Linked DNA regions of Ovis canadensis: region 1 is linked to region 2. A link is a contact called in public Hi-C data. All regions are on one chromosome and are shown on one strand. The core of a region is the stretch at or near the end of the contact, and the rest is flanking DNA. Distances in the headings are between cores, read along the strand shown.

Region 1 (6,055 bases), core at 1,858-4,357, 220 kb after region 2:
TGCTGGCTGTGTTATCGCAGGTAAGTTACACAAGTTCTCTAAGCTTAGGTTTCCTCACCCGTTGTCATAAGAATTCAGCAGGAGATGGTGCAGAGCACAGTCCTGGAGCACCATAGCCACTCAGCACCGTGAGCCGTGAGCAACCAGGTTAGGGCCCCTCCCCTTCTTCGAGGCTGCTTCCACCCTGGGGCTCCATGTTTCCTGAAGTCCCTTTCTTGACCCTCCCCTCCTCCAACCACTGTCTCCCAGCTCTGAGTCCTCCAGAAATGAAAGCTCACAAGTTCTGAATAGTCCATGTCCAAGTTTGGGGGTAAGGGGGCTTGGGCAGGAGCTGGGTAGGGAGGCTGGGGTAGAGGAGGTATACAGTTCTTGGACCGAAACCCAAGTTCTGCCTTTGACGGGATTGGAGGATGCCAGATGGGTCTGGGCCTGCGTCTTGTATGGAGGGGCCATGCAGAGGGTTGGGTCTGTGAACAGCTCAGGCCTTGTCCTTCTCTCTGCTGCCCTTTTCCTGAACTATTGGGTCCAGAGGTTGCCAGCAGCAGCAGCAGTGCCCTCAGCAGATGAGCATCCCTGACAGAGGGGAGCAGAGCAGGTGTGTGGTGGAAAGGGGGGTTCATGCAGGCAAGCCTGGGGGGGTCAGCTGTCAGGGAGGGCGGGCAGGAGGAAGCCCTGGTGCCTCTGTGGGTGACTCCTGGCGCCTGGCTTGATCACACGCCTTTGGCCACGTCCACCCCTCCCCAGCCTGCGAAGAACGTGCCCCTCAGCCATTGCATGTGATCATGTTTCTGCTCAGCTCTGAGTGCAGTTTGCATAAACCATACAAGATAAATGTGCACGAGTTCCCAGGCCCCTTTGTAAACATTGGGAAAGAGTTTGGGGGCGTTTCATCTGCGCCATCTGTTGAACTTCACAATGTCAGATATTTACTTAGAGCAATGATCATCTCTTGTGTCCTAAGCGAGTTCTGACCCAGCCTCGGAGGACGCCGGGACCAGGCGTGTTTCCTCCCCTGCCCTCTGGCTCCTTTGCAGTCTGACCTTGGGACCTACGGCCACGAGAGGGAACTAAACGAACCCTCAGTACCAGGCAAAACCTGCCCCCGCCCTGTCCTGCAGGGAGATGTTTATTTCCCCAGAGATGAGAATCCAGAGGCACGCTCTGCAGTGGTCACTGTGACGCACTTGAACAGCCCAGCAAGTGAATGCCCTGAGGCCGACGAACAATAGGCCAACGTAAGGGTTTCTCCACCTTCAAAGTGGAGAATGTGGGAGGCAGAGAGCTGACAGCCGCCGGGAAGTCTGAATCGAGCCACACACACTTGCCCGCACGCAGAGGAGCCCGAGGGAGAAGGAGCTCAGTTTGATTCACGCCTTAGTAGAGCTGCACTGGCTGCTGAGCGAGGGCTGTGAATCTTCTCTGCCGCAGGCCCCTTGTCTGGATCTCTTTCTGGGCCTCAGACAAGATAAATGACAAGTGACAGGGAGGCTGGTGTTTGTGTGTGGTTTGTGTGTCTGTCTGTGTGATTTGTGTGTCTCTGTGTGTGTGGTTTGTGTGTCCATGTGTGTGTGTGTGTGGTTTGTGTGTCCGTGTGTATGGTTTGTGTGGGATGTGTGTGTGTGTGTGTGTGACAAGGCTTCTACTTCCTGCAGGGCCTCTTTCCTGGGGTGGGGGCTAGGAGGGCTGACAGGGTTGTTCTTTTGAGTTAAGGAAGAGATCCCCCTTCTTCCTTGGGGGGTTTTCCTATGGGCTCAGACCAGGGAAACTGGGCCATTTGTAACCCATTTCTGGCAAAGAAAGCCATGGGCCCATCTGTCTATAGGGCTAACCTAGCCCCTTCTTCCCAACCTGAGACTGGGAGGCTCAGGGAAATGCATGCGTGCTGTGTGTGTTTGTGTGAGTGTAGTGGGGGGTAGCTTTCTACCCACTGAGAACACTCTCCAAATCTAGCTCCCAGCTATGTCATCCTTAGAACTCACCTCTCCCCTCCCTCCCCCCGCCTTCTGCTCACCTCTCAGAATTGCTCCCCGCTCCCCATGTCATTTGCCTTAAACCCCTACCCTCAGAGGCCAGTTTCTTCTTCCTCAAACTGTTCACCCTCAACACAGAAATGCAACTGAGAACCTAACATCCAGAGCGGATTCTTTCTTAAAAAATCAGTTGCCTGATTTCCTTTGGAACCACTGCCATATTTCTTTTGCACTTCATTCTCCCCAGCCTAACGGCCAGGATGGAAACTACTGAAGAGGGAGAGGAGAGGTTCTTCTTAGGGACCTGCCGCAGGACAAGAGGGACAGAGCCTGCCTAAGAAGTGCTGGACAGTCTTGGATGGGGCTGGTGTGTGTGAGGGGGGATGTGTGCAAGCCAGTGTGGTGGACTGGGGGAAGAGCTCTGGATGGGAGCTTGAGAACCATCAAGTTCTACCATTGCCTAGAGCTCATGGGAGACCTCAGGAGAGTCATTTCCCTCTCCGAGCCTCAGTTGGCTCACCCATACAATGGGTGAGAAGCAGAGACTAATTTCAAAGTTGTCTTCCAGCTTGATTTATAAACTATAGGGGGATGGAAATGAATTTGATTTCCTTGTGGTTAGCAACTTTTTAAAATCTACCATTTATTGAACATTTTAACGATTACCAACAGTCCTTTTTAAGGATTTCCAAGCATTTTACATATAGGAATTCATTTACTGCTCAGAACCATCCTAAGAGGTAGGTTCTTTGGTCATCCACATTACGTGCATGCTAAGGCACGTCAATTGTGTCCTACTCTGTGTGACCCTATGGACTGTAGCCCACCAGGCTTCTCTGTCCCTGGGATTCTCCAGGCAAGGATACTAGAGTGGGTTGCTGTGCCCTCCTCTAGAGGATCTTCCCAACCCAGGGATTGAACTTGCGTCTCTTACGTCTCCAACATTGGCAGGTAGATTCTTAACCACTAGCACCACCTGGGAAGCCCCATCCCCATTACACAGATTAGAAGACCGAGGCACAGAGAGACCAGCCCACATAGTGCGGCTGAGATTCAAACCAGGAGGCCTGGCTGCAGAGTCCGAGTTCCAGGCATTCCAGGCATTGTGCTACATGTTTGCCAAATCCTCTCCATTTTGCTGTTGAGAAATCTGAGACTCAGAGCAGTTGAGCAACAGCTGAAGGTCACACAGCTGGGAAGCAGCAGAGATGAGAGTCCAAGTTGGCCAGGCTCCAGCGTCTCCACTCTCCCTCACCCACCTCCTGCAGTCCTGCCAGATCCTCAAGTCCCCAAAGCAAGTTTACCTACTTCCCCATGTTGCAGTGTCTCTTTAGGCAAATCAGTCCCTTCCTCGGACCTCAATTTTCCCAACTAGAGAATGATTAGAGGTTGGGCCAGTTGATCTTTGAGGTTCCTTGCAGCTCCATGAATCCATGGTTCAAGAGATGTGCAGCTTCAGGCTAAAAAGTCAGATTTATAGCCTGAGGTTGTACCTGAGAAGAAAGAGGGGGCAAGGCACTGGTGATGGAAATAAGAGGAGTTTCGGAGGAGTCGTGGGGCTGTGAACCATGAGGCAGATGAGAGAGAGAAAGAGAGAGGCCCTGGGTGTTCCCAGTGAGTCCCTTCCTTCATCCTAGGCCCCCGTCCCACCTCAGGGTAGAGAGCGTTGTGCAACCGAGCAGCAACCAGGCCAGCAGTGAGCCGAGGTCAGTGCTTTGAGACACAGCACTGTGGGGAATGGACACTGCTGGGGGTTTTGCAAATACTTGGAGGTATTTTAGAAAAACGTATGTGAAGCCGAGGTGGCGTGTTTGTGTGGTTGGCCTGCCTTCCTGCTCATGACGGCGCTGTTACATTCCTCCCCTTCAGGAAGGGAGGATATTCTCCCACGTGTAAGTTCACTAGGATGCACACACCAGCGTTCCCACCCTTAGGTCCCGGCATGCTCCCCTCAAGGCCCGCAGCTGTGCTGGGGTCACCCCTCCCATCATGGCAGCTGTGCTGATTAATATTGATGTGGCTGCTGGTGCCATGGCTCCACATGCCAGCCTCATCCTTCTCAGGGTGCCGGTCCTGGCTCAAGTCCAGTGCAGCCGGTGGAGGAGGGTACCGCAATGTGCTTATGAGATGAGAGAATGGGTTTCATTTCCAGGCAGGCTCTTTTCCCAGTGAGGCTCTTTTCGCTTTGGAAAATTATGGAGTCACCTTTTCCTGAGTGTCTCAGCTCTCTCCCACCTCCAGACCCTGAGCTATTACAGCGCCAGGTCCTTCAGACACCTCCTCATACATCACTGGCTGGGCTACCCTCTCTGGCTTGGAGAAGCCGGGGACTGGGCAGGCATCAGAACACCCAGTGACATGGATCCTGGGCCTGTGATGGGGACAGCGGCTGTTCCTTGATCCCTTCCCCTCCACGATGGGTGTCCACACAATGGAAGGCCATTGTTGCAATAGTGGCCAGGAAGGGTCAAGGGCAGATCTGACTCCCAAGCACCCAGTACAGGATGTATTACCTGGGTCCCCTCTCAAGCCCCCTGGATCCAGGATGCCTCGGCAGATGGGTGTCGGGGGAGGTCCTCCCTCTAAACACCATTTGGGAGCCTGGGGAGACTGACTAAGGGACAGGGGCTCCAGTTCCAGACTGAGCTGGGATAGATGAGCAGGACAGTGTGAAAGTGATTGAAGGGTCAGGGAGGGTTTCCAGGCACAGACGTTACAGGGACAACTTGGTTCTTTGCAGAGCTCGGCTCAGACTGTATGTCTAGATCACTGCTGACTGCACAGGCTTGGGTCCCGTGAGCTCTGGAAAGGTGTTTGCAAGCTGGACACCCTGTCCTTCTGCCCCTCCTACCTCGTTCAGCCACTCAGGGCCTGTGTCATTGGAAGGGCTCAGACCTTGTGGCTCTGAGCATCTCTGAACAATGAGGCCTGGGGGAGAAAAGGGCTGTGGGGGTGGTCAGGTGGGGTGTGGGGTTTGCAAAACAAGAACACACTCATTTGCCATTTACTGAAAAAACTTTTCCCCCTTTCTTTTAAAGTTGTTGTTTCCTCCAGGGAAAACTTTTATTTGTAATGAATAAAATGTGTTCTCTTAATGAACTGAAAGCAGAACAGGATGAGAGATGTTTTCTCCCTGTGGCAGAGAATAAAACAGCAGCTCATTGGCTGGCGGCAGGCAGCCACCCCCGGCCCTTAACCTTTCTCCTTGCCTGCTCCTCCCTTCGGAGCTGAGCTGAGACCTGAGATGGGCCGGCCATACTTCATCTCTGCCCCAGAATCATGGCTGGGAACAGGGCTTAGGCAGGGACTGGCCTGTGGGAAGCACCACACCCCTTCAGCGTGGAGAGCCTGAGGAGAGGTGGCAGGCGAGGGCTCAGCATGCTTTTAGGAGGCTTGGAGGCTGCCGATTCTTGCTGGCTCAGATGGCAGAGGAAAAAGAGAGATGGAGGCAGGGATTCAGAGAGTTAGTTTGACCCACTGGGATCCCTGTTCCCCTGCTCAGGCGAGAAATCTCCCCATGGTCTCTGGTCTCTGGAAGACCTTGCCTTGAGTCTTGGGGAGGACTTCTTTTGAGAAGAACATTGATCTGGAATACTTGCTGGGCCCCTTCCACCACCTAGATCTCACCAACACCTGCTCCCCTTCACTTCGCGAGGTGTGAGCTGTTTCTTGACTTTCACCTCTGGTTTTGGGGTTTAGAGGATAATGGTCTTGGTTTTGGAGTGTTGCAGGATCTGGGGTAGCTTATCAACCATGTCTCTTTGCAGACTTGGTTGAGGTAGCTAGCGAGGGTAGGCGTTCTTCTCTCTTCTGTGGCTCAGGTTTTTACCACGAGATAAACCTTAATGGCCAGACTGGCCTTTCCCTCAGCAGCTGTTGGATCTTCTGCTCCGTGTCCCCGATCTGAGGGGCCCTGGGAGAGGTCCCTCTAGTCCCAGTGGAGGTGCCTCCTACGGGGAGAAGGTGGTGGTGGTCTCAGCCTCCACGCTCATGGAGGACCGCCGGGTGTGCCGGCAGGAAGACCACTGCCTGAGCCGCTCCTGGCTGAGGCAGCCCAGGTCCTTGAAGAGCTTGAAGAGGTCGCT
Region 2 (5,981 bases), core at 2,954-5,453:
CAGGTCCATATCTAGCAGCTTGGAAAGTGTCCGGGGCTATAAGGGTTAACGAGCGTAATTGCAGAGATTGTCCGAAGGCTGATGGAAAGCAGAGACTGAATGGGATTGAGAACAGATGCGAGGCTTGATTTAAATTACGTTTTATTGGATGCTGCAGCCTTAAGAGACGTGACCGCTTTACAGGTTGTTTCCACACTGTGGGCAGCTGCTGTCTGTTCTGTGTCCACAGTAGGATCCTGCCCAAAGAGGAGCGACCTTGTGTTTGAGGCTTGGCGCCTTCCTCTTAACTGTAGGGCTGGAGTCGGGAACATGGCTTGACTCGCATTGGGGCTGCTGTGTATCCTCTATGGCACTGAGCCAAGATTGCGTTTGCAGATTCAAAGAGGCCAAATTTCTTCCCCCCTCTGCCTCCTCTCCCTTTCCCCTGGTATTAGGAAATCGGGTTTTCTGTGTACTGGTTAGTTCGTTTTACTTCCCTTCGGTTCTCCCCCCACTGTCAATTTCTAGGTCATTGCTGCTCTTAAGACTTCAGCAATTGGAACAGGGTTGGTTCCGTCAACGATGCGTGAAGCTGACTTCGAGTCCCTGCTTGGCTTCCGCTGCCCTTGTGGGAGCACAGGCTGATGTACGTTTGTCAGTGGAGTCTTAAATGTAATGCAGACAGCCTGGGAGCAGACAGCAGGAAGAAAGTCCTTTTCTCGCTGAAGCTGAGAGCTCTGGGAAGGCGGTGGGATTTTTAGGGGGCTGGGCTGGGCTTGTAGTTACTGGTTTCTGCCAGGAGCATAGGCCGTTTCACATGGAGTAGTGGCAGAGATGCTGACCTACATTCTTCTTCACGAAGGTGGTGGGGTGTGTGTGTCTGTCTCCTGGTTTATTTATTTCTTCACAGAGGCAGAGGAAGCTTCCATAGAGTGTTGGTGGGTATTGCCATGGAACGCACGGAGACACAATAAAACTGGTTTGAGTTTCAACCCCGGAGCTGCAACTGACAATTCTGGCTCAGGGGAGACCTGGCCTGTGGCTGGATGACTGGCAAGAGGGTGTGAGGTCCAAGCTGCCCAGAGATCCAAAGTTGGCAGAGCTCTTTCCTTCTTCCCCCTCATTGCGCCCTTTTAAGATACACCAATAAAAACTGAGAAGTAGGAAGGAGATACAACTTGGGACTTTTTAAAAATATCTGTGGAGAGGTTACCTTGACTACTGAGAGAGACCAAAACAGAGAACCGAGGTGGAGAGCTTTTTTAACATTTGTATCTGTCCCCGGCACTTAGTTCAGTGCCTGAGACTTGGCGGGGGCGTATTCCATTAACAGTTGTTGAGTGAACAGATCCATGATGGAGTAAGATGCCGCCTTCCCCTCCATCTTGAGGACAGTTCTGATCTGGAGGCAGCCAGGCTGGTGCTTTTGCACGGAGGTGGAGCAGGGAGAGGGGGTGCTCCATCCCATGGGCAGCACGGTGTTTTTCAGCCTCACAGATGTGTTCCAGTGGCTCCCTCTGATGTGATATTTTGCTTGAGGCAACTTCCATGTTGCTCCCAGGAGCCCCTGCCTTTGAGGCAGAGAGTCCCACCTACTAGCTGGGAGGAGGGGGTGTCTGTCTGGCTGTTACCTAGTGTCCCCAGAGATGGGCCAGAAGCTGCGCAGCCTCTAGTTGGCAAGGGGTTAGGGAGGAGCCCAACTTTGGTGTCCTGTTTTAACTTTTGAGGAAAAGGTGTGATCTCAGGTTCCTCCTGAAAAGATCAGGTGCCCTCCGAGACCTTTTAAGTTACGCACAGCAGCAGGTCTCCGCCTTCTTAGAAGGAGTAGGTCTGCAGGGGGAGAAGCTGTGCCTTCTGGCCTCCCCTTGGTTTTCAACCCCGGCCCCAGGCCCCCAGTAGAAGCTAATTGGGTGCGAGGGGCCTGGGTAAAGGCTGTCTGAAGCCTGGCAAAAGGAGGGAGCCAGCTCCTTTTTTAAAAAGCTCTAATTGAGTTCTGAATCAGCCTCGCTGCCTTTGATCCCGCCTCTGTTTCCCACACTGCCTGAAAGAGCTTCATCAGCACTTTACAACAAGGGTGCGCCTGCTCCCCACACCCGCCCCCCCCTCCTGACGCTCTCTGCCGCCCGCCATCCACTGCTTGTCTCCTTCAGTTAAGATAATGAAGATGCTGAGAGATAAAATGTGTATTTAATAAGGGTGGGGGTAGGGAGGCGGAAAGGGGCAGCCAGGGCCTTCCCTAGTTTGGGGCCCAGCCAAAACCGGGCTGGAAGCAAAGCTAGAGTAAGACTTGGCCCCAGGGTGTGGGGGTTTCTGGGCCTAGATCCAGTTGACTTCACTGCCTGCTGTTTGCCCTAAATTCCCCCACCTCCACCCTCTCACCCCCACACTCCTTTCTTTCCTCTCTGCTCACTCCCAGTGGGAAAAGCGAGTCTTGCTTCGACCTTATTTTCAGCTGGTAGCTTGGCCTACAGTACGGTGCCCCCTACCCCAGAGTCAGCAGCGAGGTCGGGCTAGGGCAGCCCCTCCAGCCTGGGCCTGTAGAAGCTGTGGGTTCACAGTGGGGGGTGAAAAAGAGCTGGAGTTAATGAAGACCGGCTGTAGTCTGGGTTCTGCCCACACTTAGCTGCGGGCCAGCCTTTGGTGGTGGTAAGAAGGATGAGGGTACGTGACCTCCATCCCTGGGCACAAGGATATCCTGTGGCAGCTGAGGCTGGCTCTGCTCTCTGAGCGTGGCTTTATCCTTAGGTTGTAAGAGAGTCGTCTGTTTCCCTCTTCCCCTGCTCCTCCCCTCCCCACTGACACTCAGCCCTTATTGAGCTTTATAACTGTAGTGGTGGCCCAGCTGAGATCTGAAGATCTCCAAGCTCTTCTGTAAACACTCATTAACTGCCTGGGAAGAACCCAGAGCCCTGGTTAACAGCTGGGAGAGAACTGAGGCACATTAGGGTGAAAGGCTTGACCTGAGCTCACCCCACCGGCTCCACCCTGGGGCCCTCCAAACCTGCCATCCAGCTCCTCTCCCCAGTTCCTGCCAGACTGACGCAGGGGTGGAGGCACTGCTGCCACCCTCTCCCCCTTCTAGGAAGAGGCCGTGCCCTCTCCCTTCCATGACTCTGTCCCTGACTTCCCCTGGCCCTTCACCCTGTGACGTTTCCCCTGCTTTGCTGCTGGAGGTGCTTGCAAAATGTTTACCAGGCCCTCTTCGGCCTTCCCTCCACATTTCCTGGCCCACCTTGCCCCCCAACCCTGAGTTCTCCCTTTGAGAGTTTGGGCTATTCTAAACTGGGTCTGTAACCTTGAAGTTGCGGGCTTCCCTGGTGGCTCAGCGGTAAAGAATCCACCTGCCAAAATACAGGATTTGACCCCTGGGTCAGGAAGGTTCCCTGGAGAAGAAAATGGCAACCCACCTCAGTGCTCTTGCCTGGAGAAGCCCAGGGACAGAGGAGCCTGGTGGGCTACAGTCCATGCGGTCACCAAGAATCGGACATGACTGAGCGACTAGACAACAAAAACCTTGAAGTTGATCTAATGCTGAGGCCCTCTTGCCCCCTATTTATCCTAAATAGTACCTGGGAAAATACTCTCCTTTAACATATTCATTCTGGTAAAGCTTCAGGACCCAACTGAGGGCCAGGTAGGGAGCCCGAGTCGACCCCTAGGTTCTGCATCCCCTTCCTTCACTGACCGCTGCCATTCCTGCCAAAGGGTGTAACCCAAAGACTCCCAGCCCCACCGGCTTATCCTCTCACCTGGCTACGTATGTCTGCACAAGCCAACACACTCCCAGACACACAGGGCTCAGTCTAAGGATATAAAAATGCCAATTTCCAATTGCTACCTAAGTCATACTGCCCTTTCCACTTGCTAGAAATCAGTGTCTTCTTTCCCCTTGGCATGACCTCCTCCTCCTAGGCATTTAGGGGAGACTGTGCTCTGTCTAGGAGGGGGAGAGTAGAAGTGAGCTCCTGTCCAAAGTGACCACCCCCCCTTCCCCAGATCCCAGGCTAGTTGGGAGTGGTGAGAAAAGCCATCATAACCCCACCTTCAGTCCCAAAGCTCAAATCCATCCGTTCAGGCCAGGCAGAGGCAATGTTTTCTTTAATTCTGTCCCATAATATCCTCAACTAAAATCTCCCATGTGCTGTGTATTTGACACCGGGGACTGTGGCTGTCCCCAGCCCATGACTCAGACCTCGTCTTTCACCAGTGAGTTCTTTCTTCCCCATCGATTCAGCTCTGCACCCGCTGACCCAGTCACGGCTGGTGGAAGAGGGCGGGGAGAGTTTGGAGAGTGGGCTTTAGGACCCAACGGGAACCTGTGCCTCTTGCAGCAGCCTAACCCAGAAGCAGGGGGGAATCCTGAATCGAGCTGAGAGGGCTTCCCCGGTTCTCCTGGGAACCCCATCGCCCCCCGCCGGCACGTACCTGAGCAGGTAGGACCTCGAACACCCCTTCCCAATTCTGCCTCGGCCGCCTTCCGCCCGGCCTCTCCGCTTCTCATCTGACCGTTTCCCTCTCGGCAGTTCAGGCTTTCCCCATCTCTCCTCCCCCACGGCTCGCTGTAGTCCAGGGAGGTGGGGGCCTGGGAGCTCGGAGCCCCTGCGCCCTCCGGCGTCCTTGCTGCACGCCCCTCAGGCATTCCCGTTCTCCGGCTAAGAATGGAAAGTGGGGGTAAGGTCTGCCCTGGCGCCAGACCCCGCACCCTCCTTTGCAGTGTTTCCTAATCCCCCTTCCCCCACCTCACCTCGAGGGGAGAACTGGCACGCTAAGGTGACCGGGAGCGGGACCGGGAGACCGCTGGGGAAGCCAAGACTCCCTGGGGATTTCTCTCTTGCTTCCTCTCTGCCCTCCCTCCCCGCCCCTGAGAGCCCGGGACTTTGCCCCCCACTCCCTACTCTCCTTGTAGAACCAGTCTCCCCTTCCAGGCTCAAGGCACGTTGGAGTGGCCAAAGGCTGTGTGGGAGGGTGGTGGAGATTGTGAGCTTTTTGGGGGGGGTGGGGGTGACCTTTCCCTGGGGTGGGGGGAAGTTCTTTCAGGTTAGAGCCCTTCCCATCCTTGCCAACACCTCAACACCTATGGAAAAGCGGCCCCCCACACACCCACTCCGTGTGTGTGTGTGTGTGTGTGTGTGTAGACCATATGGTTGTAAGATCTATAAGCTTGGGATAGAGGTGGCTATATGCATGGAAGGGGAGAGATCCCAGAGTGCGGCCCAGGCCAGAATAGAATCAGCCCAGATGGCTGGGGAAGGGGGTGTGGACCAAATCAGGGAGGCCACCCAGCCATGCCAGCTCCCTGGGCTCCTTGGCTTTCAGAGCTCGAGCTCCTGGTGTTGCCCTGAAGCTTCTGCCCTCCTGCAGGCTCTCTGGGAGAGGGGTGGATGATACCTGGTGTTTTCGGTGACTCGTTTGTCCCTCTCCTGGGGGGCTGACAGGCCTTGTTCTCTGAAGATCTTGGGCATCCCATTCTGGTTTGGTGGGTCGGCAAGAGGGGTGTATGACTTGTCTGAGTAACCGTGTGTGTAAGTGTGTGTATTGCCTCTGGGTGTAGCAGACTGGGCTGAGGAGCCATGGAAGGGACAGGTCACACTTTGAGGGAACCCCTCTAGCTCTCTGTGTGGTGGGTGGGTGGCGCACCCCTATCTGGTCACTCTATCTAGGTGTAGGGTATGTTCTGTATTCCTCCATGATCCCCCAGATCCCCTAAGGGGTGCTTTTGGAGGAAAATGTGGATAATGGAGCGACTTCAGACTCAGTTTTGCTCTTGACCAAGGAAGGAAAGTAAATTCTGCTTGTGAGCAGTGGACTGAGAATCAGGCCTGAATTTGAGACTCAGCTCGCTTATTTGACTACGTGCATTTATGCAGGTCTCTAAGCCTCTAGTTTCTTAATTTATAAAATTGGCTATTAGTAACAAGCCCAGCTTGCCTGATAGGGATGCAGCCATAAAGACCTCATAAGACGATGTATCCTACAGCCCAGTACAAACGGTAGTGGGTGGG

What was found. A called contact is a pair of places that touch in the nucleus more often than the background predicts.
Region 1: a Hi-C map of lung shows a contact between it and region 2, with 4 times the contacts expected there. The contact joins the enhancer-like site here to the promoter of RARA in region 2. A contact is called at or near these places in 2 of 2 Hi-C or Micro-C datasets (fibroblasts and lung).

Annotation. Positions count from the first base shown.
Region 1 is chr11:49,177,739-49,183,793 of ARS-UI_OviCan_v2, forward strand. CCR7 (C-C motif chemokine receptor 7) reads right to left here. Exons shown (of 3, transcript XM_069543429.1): 3 at 5,009-6,055. The coding sequence ends at 5,921. Among named protein-coding and RNA genes, the nearest start is that of CCR7, 13 kb to the right of the region's middle. Within about 2 kb of position 3,108, the one cell type or tissue checked has open chromatin away from gene starts, as enhancers often do. A contact at or near this core is called in fibroblasts, where this site is marked.
Region 2 is chr11:48,954,630-48,960,610 of ARS-UI_OviCan_v2, forward strand. RARA (retinoic acid receptor alpha) reads left to right here and starts at 4,204. Exons shown (of 9, transcript XM_069543413.1): 1 at 4,204-4,412. LOC138415185 (a long non-coding RNA gene) reads right to left here and starts at 4,884. Exons shown (of 3, transcript XR_011247153.1): 1 at 4,724-4,884; 2 at 4,405-4,631; 3 at 125-1,109.